Regions from separate parts of the Mus musculus genome. Here region 2 is linked to region 1. The links are chromatin contacts, called in public HiChIP or PLAC-seq maps. All regions are on one chromosome and are shown on one strand. The core of a region is the stretch at or near the end of the contact, and the rest is flanking DNA. Distances in the headings are between cores, read along the strand shown. Region 1 has its middle 130 kb from the start of Gm12707. Region 2 overlaps Fggy (FGGY carbohydrate kinase domain containing).

Region 1 (3,327 bases), core at 522-3,021:
CTTTGGAGAAATGTGACTGGACAAAAAGGGTGCTAATAGGCAGGGGAAAGGAGGCATCCATGCACCTTCCTCCCAGGTGTAGGGGACAGTTCTGAAACAAGACACGAGAAGAGCAAGGGTGACCCTCCTTTGTTTTCTGGCTCACCTTACAGAAGGGCATTCATGTCCCCATAGCCTTGGAGAGGAGGAATTCTGCTCCCTCTGATGAGCTTCGGGAGGATGGAGACAGGTATAACAGAGACTTTGCTGCTGAGGTCTCAGAGGCCCCTTCAGTTCACAGCATTTGAGCATCCCAAAGTGCTGTACCTGGTGTGCTGTTTCTGAGTCCTGACGGAACTGAGAGAAATCGTGTGTAACATGCCTGACAGAACATATTTAGTCAGTGATGGCTGCCTCCACCCTTCTGTCTCCCATATAACTCATTCTCCCCCACCCTTGTAGTTTCTCATCTCTTCTGAGAAATCATCAGCAACACCCCTGAGTGACACTAAGAGAGGAGGGACCTAGTGGGACCACGCACGGGGTCCAGGGCTGCGGTGGGAGTTTATCAGGATTAGTGGCCTATTTTCTTTCATAATCTTATTCCAGGACCCATCACCAAAAACTCCTTCAGGCCCTGGTCCTCCCTTATCCCTGCATCCCACCTCTGGATTAAAGGCAGAAAATAGAAAGAGCTACCAGTATGCTTTGGAAAAATTATGATCTTGGGCTTTAGAGATGGCTCAGCAGATAATGGCACTTGCTGTCAAGCCCAGCATGAGTTTGATCCCTGATCCCACATGGTGGAAGGAGAGAACCGACTCCCACAAATTGTGTTTTCTGACCTCTGTACATGCACTGACACACACACACACACACACATACATACACCACGAAATTAAGTAAAATAGAATAAAAATTGTGATTTTTGAAATAATTTTGGAACGAAAACTACAATATAACCTCTCTTTAGGAAAGCCTCTGGGTCTTTTGGACACTGGCTCTTGAGATGTGGACAGTCCTAACCTTGTAGGTTGTGGACTACTTGGTTGAGGGCCTGTTGAACTGTGAGTTTCTGGGTTAGCTTTGAGGGACTGACCGGAAGCCCAGTTTCTGCTATATACATGTAGGTCATAATAATTAACAAATATTCATTAAAGCTCATTGACATTTTTTTTTTATTCCTTTGTAGGTAAAACGAAATGTTGATTCCAGCATTTCGAGCTAAGCCACTAAGTCACTCTCCCTAACTTTGTCACTGGTAAGCTTCCTTCTCTGCCCTACTGTACTGCACAGCAGTGAGAAGAGGAGAGTAGAGGGGTGTGTGTGTGTGGGGGGGGGCAACTTGGGTGAGCACAACAAAATCTCAACTGCAAAGCAAGGTTTTGTTGTTGTTTTGTTTGGGATTTTTGTTGTAAAAAAGGAAAGAAAGTTCTACTCTGAACTGAAATCGTCTGTTTTTCTTTCGAAATGTTCAAAGCAAACTAGATTAAGGTAAAAGCCGGCTGCAGGCCGCTCGGATGGCCAGCAGCTATAACTCAGATTCTCCTAGTTCCATAGCTTACAGTCGCTTGCCCTTCAGCTGCGCACTGGCTCAGCTGGACCCAGACAGTCTGAAGGCTTTCAGGGTCCAGGGTCAGGCTGGAGGGCTACACAACCCCAGCTCCTGTCATTTCCCTGGCCTGCCTCCTTCCTTCCTTCTTTCTTGGCAGAACCCACATCCTGTTGCTCTCAGCAAAGCCGGAGAAAAAGGCCAGCGGTAGGCAAGTTATTGTGCCTCAAATGAAGACAAATGAGTCCCCATTCTGTGGTGCTCCTGGCATCCTGTTGGAGGAAGCAACGCACAATGCTTGGAGGGAGGGGGCTTCGCTCACCCCTCCCCTTTCCGGTGCCTCCCCCAAAGCTTCCACTTCCTGAGGGATCCCTGGCTTTAGGTCTGTGGCTCCCCATGCCCAGGCAGCTTGCTAGCCAGATCTCAGGAAGTGCAGCTCAAAGAGCCCTGGCCCCAGACCCACGACCCTAGAAAAGGATAGAGTCTGGGCTGCTCCCTCTCCTTGCCAAGATGGCCATGCCCAATCCTTCCTTGAAGGGCTCTAAAATGCATCTTCAGTGTGCCAACAACTACATTAATGGCACCAGAACTCACCCATGCATCAAAATTCTCCAGGGTGCTTTGACAAGCTGGTACCCTTAATATACCACACTCTTAGAACAGACATTTCTTTACCAGAAATGTTCTGTGATGATTCCAGGCCTGTGAAATATAAGCTGGCTGTCTCTCTTTCCACATTCAGTGCTTTTCTGTCCCTGCTTAATACACTGGTGGATGAGAGATACATAGCCACATGGATATAAGCAGCACTAATAAGTGACTAGGAGCCAGATCCACCCCCTAAATATGTGTCCTTAGGCAGAATTTAGAGCCGCAAGGTGATTTACTTTATTCATCTGCAAAATGGGAACAGAAATAATAGTTCAGAATTGCGTGTTTGAGCTGATCGATTTGAATGGTATAATTGCTATCCTAGGGCATCGCAACTAGTCTTCCTTCACTGAACAGTTCAGTGAGCAGGTTCCTGTATTTGCTATTTAAATAAAACCAAACCAAACCAAAAACCAACCAAACAACCCCCCCTACACACACACACACACACACACACACACACACACACACACACACACACACACCAAAAACCTACTGGTGAGTTAGGAATTGATGGGGGCAGTGTCTTGCTTTCTCCAAGCTTTTGGGTTATCTGAAGATTCTGTGATAGACTCTTGTCACATGCTGTGGTCTCCCAAGAAACCAGACTCAAATGTTAAGCATGCAGGATGTTTGAGAGAGGAAAGGGAGAAGATGGAGGCAGGCCTGTGAGTGAGGAGGCAGCCCACAGTGAGATCTTCAAGTGATGTTGTTTATCCCACTTAGAACTCTGTGACCTCAGAGATCACAAAACAGTAGCTGAGGCAGTCACTGGTCACCGAGCACTCCAGAAAGGGGTTTGACCTTGGGTTCCATGAAGACTAGTCACTGACACCTGGAGTAGGCAAAAAGGCATTGAAAGGGAACTGAGGAATGCTGACAGAAACAACCAAAGTACTGGGAAGAGGCAGAGATTCACCAGAGGCCTGACACCGGGGTTACAGGTCATGCCTGTCTGTTTATGGGTGCTGAAGATCTGAACTCAGTCTGCATAGGTGTCCAGTGAATGCTCTTGAGCACTGAGCCGTCTCCCCAGAGCCTTTACTTGTTTTACGCAAATCCATCTCTGTCTCTTGTCATAAATATATTACCTTCCCTCTGCTTCTCTGTCTCTGTCCATTTCTTTTTCCTCCTACGAAATCAAG
Region 2 (3,327 bases), core at 354-2,853, 540 kb after region 1:
TTTGTAGCTAACGGTTCCAAATGTCCTTCTCTTGTCCTGGGCAACTCCATGGCTTGTTCCTGATGCTTCCTCTTTCCCTCACTCTGCCACAGCTGTAGCAGACCATTCTTGGCTTTCACAGTGAGAAACTGATAAGATCTTAGGGGTAAACCCATGAAAGCATGCCCTTCCCCCACTTAGGTTGTGGCTGTCAGAAGTTTTTCTCACGCTCTTCCATATTCAGTCTCCAGCACTTCAGGCTGTCACCAAAATGTGTCTGCTAGTCCTGGCAAGCTCTAGCTGTGACTGGATTCTTCTGTTTCTAGATTTTTGGGTCCAAGTTTGCACATTAACCTCAGTTTTCTACCTAATTTTAACTCAAGAAGAGTCTGTAGTTGGGAGTTTGCTGGCTTTTCCTGTTGTCTGGATCCCATGTGATGGAGCTGCAATCAGGAGTCTCTTTTTGCTGTATTTCTTTGGGAGGTGGTGGTTTTGGTTTTTGAGACAGGGTTTCTCTCTGTATCCCTGGCAGTTCTAGAACATTTTGCAGACCAGGCTGGCTTCAAAATCAGAGATCTGCCTGCCTCTGCCTGGAAAGTGCTGGGATTAAAGGTGTGCGCCATCACATCCGGCTACTGAATTTCTTTACTGTTGCCCTAGCCCCCCTTATTTGAAGGTATACATTTCCTAGTGGGTTTCCGGATTTCCCTGCTACAATGTAAACTTCTGGAAGTAGGCCCTGTGTCTGTTCTCATCATGGCTGTATGACTCAGAGTAGGAACTGAGTAATATTGGTCATGTGGACTAATTAATGCCCAGGCATTCACTGAACACACGGATAAACTGAGCTCTGTGCTTGGTACTGAGGTTCAATCAAAGCAGAAACATGTCTGTAGTTACTACAGGGGCTTGTAGGCTATATATCCCCTTAAAACAGAAATATCACACTATGAATAAAAGTAGGGAGACACTGAAAAATTAAGGACTTAAAAACTAACACAATTGGCAGAGTGGTAAAACATCTCAGGAAGGAGTCTTGTGTGAGCTAAGTTGTATAGAAGGAGCAGCGCTTAGGTCAGGTGAAAGGGACTGACCCTGAGAAGGAGCCCCACAGACTTGCTGAACTAGGAGTCAGACTTTGTAGAAAGTGATTTTCTTCAGCTTCCTCCTGTTCCACGAAAGGCATGTCACTGTTAATTCATGTCAGCTCAGAAGGCCCAGCCTTAGATACTTTCTTTGAGTGGGCAAAATGTCGCCAGTGCTGAGCAATGGAGCAAGTCATTTTCTCAACTGTGAAGATGAGTCAGGCAGGGCTCAAAGGGTCCTAAGGAGCCCAGCATCCAGTGATCCTCATCCATTATCCCATGCCACACTTGGACTGTGCCGTCATTGTTCGCTTCTCAGAGAGAGCTGAGCCCCCAAAGTAGTAAGATAAAAATCAGAGCTGCTTTGCAAATGCCCACAAAGCCACTGGGGGGAGGTTTCCTCAGAGAAGGCGGGAAAGAAAAATAAATGTGGGCTTCTCTTGAAACCTCCGCTCAGTGAGCCAGGCTTTCCCGGAATGCTGCAGGCTGCTTCAAAGGCCCATTGTGGAAAGCTTCCAGATGTGTATGGAAAACCTCACTGGGAGCTTCCCAGTGAAGAGACTTCTTAGGCCTGAGCCAAGCTGAAGGAAGTAGATGTGACACATCCCTACCAGGTGGGCTGTATTCTGAAGGAGTCCAGATTCTACCTTGAAGGAGAGACCAAGGACAGTTACCCAGTCCAGATGCCAGAGCCAAGCAGTGTGTCCTCTTTGGTTACAGACAGCAATGGGGTTTGCTGGAGTGAGACAGAAAGGCATTCTCCCACGCAGGAATCTTCCTGAAAATTGCTCATGACAGTTTCTTTGCTCCTCCAGCATATCATGTACAGGAGGGATTTCAGGTTGGAAAAATGGCCAACCATAGAACAGCTATAGAGTCTATCCCTACATGATTCCTTTAAGGATATAAAAGGCTTGATGTCCTATTTCTCCTCTTATTAGACAGGGGAAGTGAGAGAGACCAGAGTTTAAACTTCTGGAGCCTCAGTTTCCCCATCTGTAGAGGGCAATGATGAGCCCCAAACTATCCTCTCGTGAGAAGGAAGGTATTGTTGCACACAAGGCTGAGTTGCTACACGTAAAACATCTGGCACAGCGCCTGGTCCAGAATGAGGGTGCAGCCTGTTCTCATTTCTCTTCACTCCAGTTGTTCAGAGAGGTGGCGCTGGTCCCATTTAGCCTTTAAATTTTACTTCTGTGGCTCTTTAAATCCTCTCCCTGTGTGTGCATATGCACTTAGCTAAGTATTTCGAGATCAGTGTATTTCGGGGAAAGTCCTCTTGTCTCCAGCTAAAATTAGGCCTCTCTTGCTCCTCTATTCGCCTGCCCCCATCTGATTTTACCTAATTAAAAGCATTGACACTCAGCAAAGCTTGTGAGAGAATTTGGGTGAACAGCTGGGAGTTGCTCTCCATGCCAACAGCTGCTGCCTCTCAGCAGGCAGGCAACAAGGAGTCTGGAGCCCTGTGGGGAGGACAGGGAGGGAGCCTTGAAGACAGATGAAAAAATTTGGCCACAGGGAAACCATCTGAGCAGGATGCACCCTGCATCACCATGCCTTCTGCCTAATGAAATAACTAATGGGAAAGAGGGCAAGCAGGAGAGGAAGGCATAGAGTCTAGCTAGCTCACTGGCAAACCACTGTCACCCATGCCCAGATTACAGTATTCACCCTGCCAAAGTGGAGAAGCCATGGGTTGGTACAAGGCATATCTTTTAAAACAGCCTCATTCAGTTTCTCCCATGGATTTTAGGATAAGTACCAAGTTCATCCAGAGCTCCCAGGTGTATCCTGCCTCACACCTGGTTGTCACTCCAGCCCAGCCTTTGTTTATTCCCCTTTTCACCAGGCTTTCTCTGCTGGAACTAAATCTTGAGTTTAGTTTGGCTTTCTCCACAATCCACCTACATCTTGCCTGCCCCCAATTCACCACTCTAGCCTTGTAAATCTGCTGTGTTTGTGTTTTCCCTGAACGCCCTGTCCAAAGCCCACATGGACTATAGCACCCCCCAGAAAAAGGCTGTAGTGGTTCCCAGCAGCCATAGTTTCTATGTATGAGAGCTTGGTATTTTTCCATGCCCGAGTGTCTTACCCCTGTTATGTATGTTTTTGTGCTCCTATTCCCACCTCGAGAAACTGAAAGATGCCCTCTCTGGAAACGTGTGAAGCTAAGACACTGTATTGGGTACCCAGAGGTGACATTTAAACTTTCTGGCTGTCTGCTGCTTTAAAAAGAAAGAGGATTAAAAAAAAATCACATCTC

The links. HiChIP or PLAC-seq counts read pairs in DNA pulled down with a chosen protein or histone mark.
Region 2: a contact with region 1 is called in an H3K27ac HiChIP or PLAC-seq map of T-cell acute lymphoblastic leukemia, with 5 times the contacts expected there. The contact joins two enhancer-like sites. A contact is called at or near these places in 1 of 15 datasets of contacts at CTCF or cohesin (the NIH/3T3 cell line), 1 of 484 Hi-C or Micro-C datasets (bone marrow-derived macrophages), 1 of 115 datasets of contacts at active chromatin or transcription factors (T-cell acute lymphoblastic leukemia) and 1 of 9 other capture datasets (embryonic stem cells).

Annotation. Positions count from the first base shown.
Region 1 is chr4:95,352,355-95,355,681 of GRCm38.p6, forward strand. No RefSeq gene overlaps it. Among named protein-coding and RNA genes, the nearest start is that of Gm12707, 130 kb to the right of the region's middle. Within about 2 kb of position 1,772, at least 109 of the 459 cell types and tissues checked have an H3K27ac peak or open chromatin away from gene starts, as enhancers often do. A contact at or near this core is called in T-cell acute lymphoblastic leukemia and bone marrow-derived macrophages, where this site is marked.
Region 2 is chr4:95,895,253-95,898,579 of GRCm38.p6, forward strand. The region is part of intron 14 of Fggy (FGGY carbohydrate kinase domain containing); the gene reads left to right. Among named protein-coding and RNA genes, the nearest start is that of Hook1, 70 kb to the right of the region's middle. Within about 2 kb of position 1,604, at least 70 of the 459 cell types and tissues checked have an H3K27ac peak or open chromatin away from gene starts, as enhancers often do. A contact at or near this core is called in T-cell acute lymphoblastic leukemia and bone marrow-derived macrophages, where this site is marked.